3 separate regions of the Mus musculus genome follow, and regions 1 and 2 are each linked to region 3. Evidence: chromatin contacts called from public HiChIP or PLAC-seq data. All regions are on one chromosome and are shown on one strand. The core of a region is the stretch at or near the end of the contact, and the rest is flanking DNA. Distances in the headings are between cores, read along the strand shown. Region 1 holds the start of Zc3h3 (zinc finger CCCH type containing 3). Region 2 holds the start of Mroh6 (maestro heat-like repeat family member 6). Region 3 holds the start of Lypd2 (Ly6/Plaur domain containing 2).

What was found. HiChIP or PLAC-seq counts read pairs in DNA pulled down with a chosen protein or histone mark.
Region 1: a contact with region 3 is called in an HNF4G HiChIP or PLAC-seq map of pancreatic cancer cells. The contact joins the promoter of Zc3h3 here to the promoter of Lypd2 in region 3. A contact is called at or near these places in 3 of 39 promoter capture datasets (the C10 cell line, pre-B cells and stem cell-derived epiblast-like cells) and 2 of 115 datasets of contacts at active chromatin or transcription factors (astrocytes and pancreatic cancer cells).
Region 2: a FOXA1 HiChIP or PLAC-seq map of pancreatic cancer cells shows a contact between it and region 3. The contact joins the promoter of Mroh6 here to the promoter of Lypd2 in region 3. A contact is called at or near these places in 1 of 39 promoter capture datasets (hippocampal neurons) and 2 of 115 datasets of contacts at active chromatin or transcription factors (astrocytes and pancreatic cancer cells).

The regions. Positions count from the first base shown.
Region 1 is chr15:75,839,732-75,843,216 of GRCm38.p6, forward strand. Zc3h3 (zinc finger CCCH type containing 3) reads right to left here and starts at 2,177. Exons shown (of 12, transcript NM_172121.1): 1 at 2,119-2,177; 2 at 1-833. The coding sequence starts at 2,164.
Region 2 is chr15:75,887,191-75,890,636 of GRCm38.p6, forward strand. It overlaps Mroh6 (maestro heat-like repeat family member 6), which reads right to left and starts at 1,582. Exons shown (of 14, transcript NM_001282443.2): 1 at 1,237-1,582; 2 at 844-996; 3 at 532-686. The coding sequence starts at 1,533.
Region 3 is chr15:74,732,531-74,735,716 of GRCm38.p6, forward strand. It overlaps Lypd2 (Ly6/Plaur domain containing 2), which reads right to left and starts at 1,783. Exons shown (of 3, transcript NM_026671.1): 1 at 1,700-1,783; 2 at 437-556; 3 at 1-9. The coding sequence starts at 1,757. Gm33124 (a long non-coding RNA gene) reads left to right here and starts at 2,351. Exons shown (of 3, transcript XR_384182.2): 1 at 2,351-2,387.

The DNA of each region.
Region 1 (3,485 bases), core at 927-3,426, 1.1 Mb after region 3:
TGAGGCCTCCCTGACCTGCCTGGCTGTTGCTGGTCTGACTGAAGCCACCACTGGCCCCAAGGAAGCTGGCTGGTCTGAGTGGCCAGTGTTTGCTCTTTGGTCTCCAATGAACTGTTCAGAATAGCTGGTAGAATGAGGGCCTACCTTCCTGCCCAGAGCCACAGCAGTGTGATGGGGCAGGACAGATGGGAAGTGTACCCTGAGGGCCACTTCATTTTCACTGACTGTCCGCCGATGCTCGGGAGAGCTGTCACTCACCCTGCCCACAGACTTCACTACCCGAGGCTTGCCAGGCTCCTTCTGGCAGACCAAGAGGGGGTCGTCCACACTGTAACCCACCTTGGTTCTTCCTGGCCTTGCAGGCTGCAGTTGTCCACCAGGGACCTCAACCTCACTTCCTTGGGGTCTTTGGCCACTCCAAGAGGGGTCATCACAGCCTTCCAAGGACCCCCGCTGGACCCCTGAAGCATTGATGGCACCTGACTTTGATGGTGGCTTGATCTTAATAACCATATTCTGATCTGGACTGAGCTGGACCTGTCTCTCCAGTACATACTGCTGGGGTTCAGGATGCTGGCTATCCTCAGACCTGAGGGATGTCTGAAAAGCAGGATCGCTGGCTGGGTCAGAAGATTCCACAGGCTGATTCACAAGGGAGTATTTCTTGCGCCACGAAGGGCCATGGTGTGAGGAGAAGCCCCTCCGACTTGGACGGGAGTAGCGGGCGCCAAAGGTCCTGCCACCCGGGAACATGGGTGGCTGCCACCGAGTAGCTGATGAGTTGCCCAGGGCAGGGCCATTGCCGTGGAGTGTTTTATAGTCATCAATTAGACCTGAGAAGGCAGAATCACACGCTCAGTTACCTAGGAGATGTGAATAAAAACAGCACCAATCAAGACTACTACCCCTACCCTAATACTCCAGACCTGCTCGCCTTGCTGACTTGAGAGCAGTCCTAAGTGACTGGAAACCATGTAAAGTTCAGTCCAAATCTCTAGGCTTGTCAATTCTGTGAGCACTTCTCCATCACTATTAGTATTTGGCTTGCTTATCCTGAAGATGGCAGCTTTTGTGGTATGACTGCTTCTACCCCCTGGCCTATGAGATCTACAATGTTCTGAGAGCAAGTGTCACTCCCTATACCAAAAAAAAAAAAACAAAAAAAACAAAAAACAAAAAACAAAAAAAACCAAAAAAAAAAACAAAAAAACAAAAAAAAACAGTCAGGGACCAGAAACCTGTGGTGCCTGGGTAAGAACTGGACAAGTCTTCCACTGAGGCCCTGTAGTTTACCCACTCACGGGGAAAATTGCAGGACTGCACCATAGTGCATAACTGTCTTCTCAGAACTGACGCTTCTCTAACCCAGTACGTGACAGACAGAAATAAAAAACAAAAAAACAAAAACACAATGATGACCCAACAGCTAACTAACATCATCTCCTACAGAAAAACACCTGATACCACCACCACAAGGATTTTCCAATGAAGTGACTCATGGAGCCCTGGAAGAAGAGTGAAGGAACGCCAGCAGGCTCGCTGGATCCCCAATAACCAAACACACACACACACAGGGCCTGCCTCGACCCTCGAATCCTGCCAGACACCTCCGGTCGGGTGTTAGGGAAACGCACGAAGTAGTCTCAAATAGGAAGGCCACTTGGACTCTCCTTAGGACATGCTTTTGTGGGGGAAACTTTGAAAACGATATGAACGCTTATAAAGACCAACTTGAGTCTAAACATTTGAAGCTGAAGCTGGTGCCTGGGTAGTCAGCCCTGAGTACGTGGGGGCTGTGCCTGAATCGAGCCAAAGGCACTCAACGGCAGCGGAAGAGAAACGCTTCCGAGCCAGCCGAACCTGGAAGTCGGCTGCCGCGACCACTCGCTGGTAAGACCACCGTGCTATCATCTCCTGACAGCCCCTTGGAGGCCCGGCCCGCTCCCTCGCCCCGAAGCCTGGCGGGTCTGTCACGCGAGGGCCGAACCCGACTCGGCCGCTCCGATGCCCACCCATGACGACCATCGGGAGACCGCAACCGACAGCACTCGCTTCGGAGAGGGTCTACGGCGATCACAAGAAACAAGGGAACACACGGCCCGACCGCAGCCAGCTCACCCTGCAGGAGGCGTATCTGCCGCCGCAGCTGCTCCTTTTCCTCCATCTCCGGAGTCCGCGACGCCTAGCCAGACCCCCTCGACGTCATCGCCGCGCGACTGGTCCCCGCAGGCGGGGAGGAGAGAACGCCGAACTTCACTATGCGTGGACACGGGGTTGGAAGGCACCGTCGCCCCGGCAACCCTGGAAGGACGCATGCGCAGAACGAGAAAAATCCGTCATCTTGAAGCGCCCGGAAGTGGCCCGCAATCTGGCTTCTGCACCAATTCCTGCGCATCATTTCCACCGCTGGGGGTTCCTCGGAAGACTTGGAGGAGATAGGTTGCTAACAGTTTCCCCTAGACCCAGGAATTCCTTTTATCAATTTATTTGTTTGAGACAGGATGTATTTCTGGCTGGAGAGAAACATAACTGGGGAACTCGCTATGTAGACTAGGCTGGCCTCGAACTTACGGAAGTTCTCTTTCCTCTGCCTCCGGACCTGGAATCAAAGGGATGCCATTTTAACGCCTTTGCTGCCGCAGCAGCACGAGAACAGCGAAAAGGAATCGGAGGCAATTTTTTTTTTCGGATGATTACAGGTGTTAAGAAAATTCTTGAGGGCATTTAGTAGGAAAGGCTGCAACCTCTAGAAAATACTGAAAAAAAAAAAAAACTCACGGTAGTTACCACGTGATCAGACAGTCCCACGTCTAGGTGTATAACCAACGCGTAGAAAACACCGATTCTAACATATTTGTATGTCATTATTTATAATAGCTAACCCGAATGACTGTTTACATGGAAATGGGATATTATCCAGTGATTTGTTTTGTTAGAGACAGAATCTCGCTATGTACCTCTGTCTGTCCTGGAATTCCCTATGTAGACCAGGCTGGCCTGGAACTCTCAGAAATCTGCCTGCCTCTGCCACCCAAGTGCTGCAATTAAGAGTGTGCCACTATGTAGGAATGTGCAGTATCTTTGGAGCCCTAAGGCCTCAAGTCCGGCCAAGCCTCTACCAGTGAGCTACATCTGCATAGTCTACTGTTACGCCTGAAAAAGAAGTTCTAGAAGCTGGGTTTGATAGTGAATACCTGTAAGACAAGCATTAAGAAGTGAGGGTAGGGGCTGGTGAGATGGCTCAGTGGGTAAGAGCACCCGACTGCTCTTCCGAAGGTCCGGAGTTCAAATCCCAGCAACCACATGGTGGCTCACAACCATCTGTAACAAGATCTGACTCCCTCTTCTGTAGTGTCTGAAGACAGCTACAGTGTACTTACTTACATATAATAAATAAATAAATCTTTAAAAAAAAAAAAAGAAGAAGTGAGGGTAGATAGCCGGGCAGGCCGGGCAGTGATGGGACACACATTTAATCCTAGCAT
Region 2 (3,446 bases), core at 332-2,831, 1.2 Mb after region 3:
AGGAAAAGGCTCCAGAAGCAAACCATCCTTTACCCTTCCACCATCCCATATCCCAGAGAAGACAAACGCAGACGACAACAGAGCCAGCCCCAGAGATCAGCAGCCCTCTGGACTACACTGTGAGCCCCGTTGTGTCAGCTACTGGGAAACAGACCTAACATTATTTTTTTTAATTTTTAAAATTATTGTAAAGAATTAACCAAAAATAAATATTGGGGTAAATGACCCGAAGAGCCAGAGGCTTCTAGGTGATCAAGCCACCGTGCTTACTTATGCCGCCCACATCTTCAGGTAAAAAGCAGGGGATGGAGGGAAAGGAGAAGAGAGAGAGAGAGAGGAGAGTGTCAGAGTTAAACTAAACCCAGGTATGGTGGTGTAACACCAGCAAAAGTCTAGGGGAAGGGATTTCCGGGGCCCTATTCCCTTACTGCCCGGTGCTGCAGGAACCAGATCCTATGACCAAGCTATCAAGCGGGAAGGGGGAAGGAAGCCGCGTGGGGCAGCGCAGCGCGGCTGGGCGGGGAGGGTTACCGGTCCGGGGGTAGCGAACTGGGTAGCAGCGCACACACCACGTCCTGCGCATGCTCCAGAGCCAGTGCGCTCAGCACCCGTAGGGCTGCCCTCCGGGGTCTCCCCTCTGCCAGGCTAGGGACCTGTGCCAGCAGCCCACGCACCAGACCGTGGACCTGGGTAAAAGGAACAAACGTCAGTAGTTAGAGCCCCAGGACCTCAAAAGGAAACTCTTGCCAGCACCGCACCTCCCTACACTCAGAGCAGCCTTTAGGGGGAGTGTGGTCGAGGTTGAAGGGAGGCTTGCAGGATTCTCTGGATGGGGATGCTAACCTGGTCCTCCAGCCGCTGCCCCCGGGCTTCCAGGGCTGAGGACAGAGTGAGCGCTGTTGCCTGGGTCCCGGCATAGCCAGCCTCCTCCAGACAGGCAGCTGTATACAACGCAAGGTCTGCAAGGGTTCCTTCCTCCCAGGAATACTGGGAAGCCTATGATGGAAGAATGAAACGTGGAGTTTCTGAAGTCCCCAAGCCGATCTCAACTATCCTCCCTAGTCCTCCAGTCTTCCCATCCCTCAGATGGCGACAAACCTTCCTCCCGTATGATCTTTTCCATCCGTTTACCCTCAGGACTCCTCAATGCCCCCCCCCCCCCCGTACTTCTTGTCTTTCTAGTGCCCAAGTGAACAGCCAAACTTTGCATCATCCAGCATCTGCCCTCTTACTCACCTGGTACGGTCTCTCGGGGGCTGGCTCCTGGGCATTGTGTGGGGAATAGATCTCACTACCAGCTGTGGGGGCAACCACTTCATTCCCAGGCTGGGCCTCAAAGGCAGGGGTGAGTGTTTGAATATAGGGCTCAGGCTCGGGCCCAAGCTCCTGGGGATCAGACTGAGGGCCTGTAGAAGAGGGTCCCACAGGCTGCCCCTGGCTAGCCCGGATTCCTTCCGCTAGAGCTGTCAGAGTTAGGGAGCCCACAGGGCCGTCCCGGCCGTCCCGGCCCCGACCCCACACACCCCCAGCCATAGTGTTCCTACCAGCGGCACCTGCCACCACTCTTCCAGTGAAGTTGTGTCCAGACCTGACCTAGAATCAGGCCCCGGGCGGGCCCACAGGCGGGCCTACAGACAGGCGTGGTGGCGTGGGCATAGACGTAGGTACATGCGAGTCTGAGCATGTGCCAGTGATTGGCTGTTCAATCACAGAGATATCCTAGCATGGACTTGTGAAGGGTGTCTGCCCAGGCTGCTGGAGCCAAGTGGGACATGGCCACTGCATAGTCTGGCCCTGCCCACCAGTGTCCATGGAGATCATGGACTATCGTGGAGGAGAGAAAGGTCTTTAACCCAACTGCCCATCCCCCTCTTGCCTGGGGGAGGGGTCCAGGGCAGTTTTAGATCCTTCTGAGGAAGCCCCAGTAGGGTCAGGGGCTGGGCTAGACCACATAGCCAAATATCCTAGGAACGGGCGTGGTCAGGTACTGTCATTCTCCCTGAACTTGAAACACTTGGGGTGTGGAGCAAATGAGGTGAGGCTGGTGATGCCTCCTAAATACATTTGCAAGTGCCCACTATTGTTGATGCGGGCTCCTCTGCATCCTTGCCAGTCCCGAGGTGGTATGTCTCATGCCCTGTCTGTCCAGCCCCTCCTTCTCTGAGACTGTCTTCCCTGTGTCTGCGTAGGCAGTGTGTATGTATACTGTTCGCCCGGTTGTCTTCCTTTCCAGGTTCATGCTCCCCAGGGCTGGCCCAACCTCTACCCTAAATCCCCGCTCTCCACCCAACCACACTATAGGCACTGCCCAGCGCTAAGCCAGGGAAGCTAGATGAACTAGTCTGACAGACTGCTCCAGGCGGAAGTGCATGGGGAAGTATTCCAAGCAGTGGGCATTCACGCTCTTCAGCTCCTATACCTCGGGCTACCCAAGCCCCAACTCTGCCTCCCACCAAGCCATGAACCAAACCATGTGGTGGTTTGAATAAGAATGGCTCCCAAAGGCGCATGCATTTGAATGCTTAGTCACCAGGGAGCGGTGTTATTCTAAGATTAGGATCCGGAGGTGTGGCCTTCTTGAAGGAAGTGTGTCACAGGGGTGGGCTTTGAGGTTTCAAAAGCACATGCCAAGGCTAGGGTCTCTTTCAGAATGTAGAACTCTCCCCTCTGTCACCATTACCGTGCCTGCATGTATGTCCCCACCATGATGATCATTGATCATGGACTAACCTCTGAAACCATAGGAAAGCCTCCAATTAAATGCTTTCTTTGCCAAGAGTTGGTCGCCATGGTCATGGCGTCTCTTCACAACAATGGTAGGGTGCCTAAGACACTCCAACTGTCTCTGGAGCAATTCTTCCTGAGTCTTACCTAGCTTGCTGTACCCAGACAGCTCCAGCCCTCGCTGAGGCAGCTCCTTGGATCCTCAGCTTTTTAAATCTCCTCCTCCTTCCTCGGTTACTGGGTCAGAAACTGAGACCTCCCACCCCCACCCCCAAGGCCTATAACAGATGATAGATCAGGCAGGGATGGCTGGCTTGGGACGCCTGACATAGGCACATTGCCCTTAGCAGATACAAGCGCCTGGGGCTATGATTAGACTCTGACACCCCATCTCAGAACCTCCCTATCTGCTTCTAGTAGTAGGTGAGGGCTTTCATAACAACATCCTCAAAACACAGATAAAGATAAACCCTCCCTCCTTCTTGTGGCGCAGAGGTTCCATTAAGCCCAGCCCAGTGGCTACCTTCCCACCTGCTGGGTGTTAAGTTTCAATCCAGGGCAAGCAGAGGAGATGCCTACTTAACATATCAAAGCAGACCTGGCCTCCAGGTCTCTAAGCATCCTCCAGTCTCTACCTCATACAGGGTATGGCTGGCATATCCCACCCTCTACCCGGAACTCTCCAGCCCAGGGGCTGGGCTGCCCTTCCCCCAGAGGCTGTT
Region 3 (3,186 bases), core at 533-3,032:
AAGGGAAAACTGTAGGATGCACAAAGTGTCAACCTGAAGGACCATTCCTTTACTACCTCTGTACCCCAAGCTCAGGGACCACCCACTCTGGGATCAACCACCCCACTAGCCTAGATTCCCCTTTCTCTAGGACCACTGAAGCCTTTGATGTACAAGGGACACCTATGGCATCTTGAATTGGTCTGTGGGAGGATTTGTATGTTATATAGAATGTAAAACACAAGTTGTAAGACAGCTTTACAAGGACTTCCAGAAAAACTTCAGGGGCCTCCCATGATGAGGGGAGAGGGGGAAGGGTGGGGGCTAATGGCCTGGACAGAAAGTCTCTTGGCAGAAATGGTGGGATGATGGTGCAGGCTGTGTGGGGACCCAGATGGTCAGGGATCCGTGGTCAGAAAAGGGGATCCCAGTTCTGTCCCACGCAGATCCTACTGACCAATCTCCAGGGAGTAGAGCGTAGTCTTGCACATGGTTTCATTGATGTGGCAGTGGGTGGTGGTGACACAGTTGGATGCACTCACAGGATTCGCACAGGTGTAGCACTGTAAGGCCATAGCTAGGAGAGGAGGGATGAGAGGGCAGTGAACAGGCCTTCCTGTCTCAAAAGCCCAAAATGTCTTCACCCAATGTCCTGCTCTGCCATGGAGGCTTAGTCTCAGAAGACAAGGACACTAACCAGGGACCAGATGCCCACTAACCAAGCTCAGGGGAGACAACATGACCATTGAATCAGGGTCTTACAGAATGTGCCCCTGGAATAGTGGGCTCAGCCTGGGACCAGGATGGGGACAGCTGATTTGGAATAATCATCAAAACACACACACACACACACACACACGCACACGCACACGCACACGCGCACACGCACACGCACGCACACGCGCACACGCACACGCGCACGCGCGCGCACACACACGTACATTCACGCGCACACCACAACCGCAGATCGGTGTGAGCAGACATTGTTAAGGCAGACGCCCTTGCACTTCCTCATCACCAAATGCCCTTCTGCTGAAGTGCTGCCTGTCATGGGGGTCAGACAAGCAGGTCCTTGGAACACTGGGTGGGAGCTGCACAGAGGAGTTCACAGGTACCAGCTTGGCAAAGGTGTCTTCCCTGAGGGGAGGGCTGCGGGTGTAGAGCCTGGCTGGAAGGCACTGTACAGTCTTGCTAGCATTCCAGACCCAATCCCAGAAGCCCCAGGAAGCCTAGCTTGTCTCCAATCAATTCAGACACACAGGGAAGTCATCCCTCCCCCAACCCCACACAGACAGTGACCTGGTAGGGCCTCTGCCTCTGGTTCAGTCAACCTCTCCAAGAACTGTATGGAACAGCCTGGCTTGAGCCCTCATCACTGAGCACATAACGGGCTGACAGTCAACATCATGTCGCCACTTGTTTGTCTCACCCTGTCTCTGGATATTTCTGGATGTCCTTTCCCCAATTACATGTCCATCATATCCAGAGTCCCAGGCCATCTGCCCCAGCATCCGAGATCTCCCCTCTTCTCCTGCTGAAAGGCTTGCACTAGCAAACACACCAGTATCCTGAGGCTCTCCGCTGGCACCTAGGGCTTTGGTGCCGGCTTCTGCCCGCCTGGCCGGTCCCGGCTCAGCGTTCTCCTTCTCTGAAACTCCCCCATGAGAAACTCTCTCTGAGAATAGTCCTGGGGCCCGCTCCCGTGCTCCCCCATGCTCACCAAGCTCCCCGAAGGTGCCCAATATCAGTGCCAACAGCACCATCCAGGTCCCCTGCATGGTCGAGGTCCTCACTCAGGCCTGCCTGGTGGGGAAATGCCTACAGCGGTGGTCTGACCGGTTGGCTAAGCAGATTAGAGGAGGATCAGATTTCTGGAGGGCCTGCCCTGCTTCCTCACCCACACCCCATTCCCCAGGGCTCCCTGGGGCTCCCTCGGACCCTACCCAGCCCTCTCAGACTGTTCGAGCTCCACCCCTCAAAGCTGCTGTTCCACCCTTCCCAGGCCCCTCTCCTCCCCATAGGTTATGGGTCGTCTTTCTTTTCCCACTGGGGACCCTTCCACACCACCCTACAACTCCTAGCCAAGAAAATCTTCCAGATTCCTTCTTCCAGGACAGGTCAGGGGTCTTCAGGCTGCACAGAATGGGACAATGGGAGCTGGGCTCTCCTGCACTTTTCCAGCTGTGGTAAAGAGCTTTTACCTTGTGGCCTTCTCCAGAGCTTTGGCCCAGCAGCTCTTGGATGGAATCTTTCCAAGATGATCTTGCACCTCCCAGCTCCTCTGAAGTGGTCAGGGGGAAGGTGGGGTGTGCCAAATTGCCACTGACAACCAGCCCAGAGTTTACTCAAAGGCCTAAGGAACAAAGACAGAACTTGCTTGATCAACAGGAAGGTGTTTTGGAGGATGGGTGAGCTGGGGAGGCCCAGGGTTGCTTTGGGGGACACTGTTTCATGTTTCCTGGAGGGCCATCCACTCTCGGCTTGTCTGCACACCTTGATCTCCAATGGCTCATAGGCTGATCTTAGGCAGGACTTTCCTGGGCCCCTCCACCTCCTCCTTCCTCTCTCCACTGAAGGTCAAGAGGTAGGGACAGCAATTCGAAACCCGTGGGTCTTGATCCCTTTGTCAATCCTCTATCTTTAAAAAAAAATTACATTATGATTCATAACAGTAGCAAAATTACAGTTATGAAGTAGCAACAAACATAATTTTAAGGGTGGGGGTCACCATAGCATCAGGTCTGCCTGTCTGTCTGTCTGTCTGTCTGTCTGTCTGTCTCTCTCTCTCTCTGTGTGTGTGTGTGTGTGTGTGTGTGTGTGTGTGTGTGTGTGTGTGTGTGTGTGTGTGTATGTGTAGAGTGTAGTGTCCTTGCCCTAGACAGAATGCTATGACAGGGATCCCCATGACCTGGCAGCACCTGGCTCGTCCTGATTTCCCACAGGTATCTTCCTAGAGTAGCTTGTCCCAGCTGAGACATGTAGGGGTGGGGAGCATATCTACCTGCCTGACTCTGCTAGTGGTAAAGACCACACTGTTGCTGGGCTTCCCAGGTGTCTCTTTGTCCAGCATCCCAACCTTACTCCTACTCTGGCTTTGTTCTTGTTATGCCCCCAGCAAGGTATGTCCACTCTTGCCACTGCCCTCAGGAGCTCCACTGGGGTCTGGCTTCACCCTGCATGGGAAGGTCCTCATTTGCCTAGGCTCTG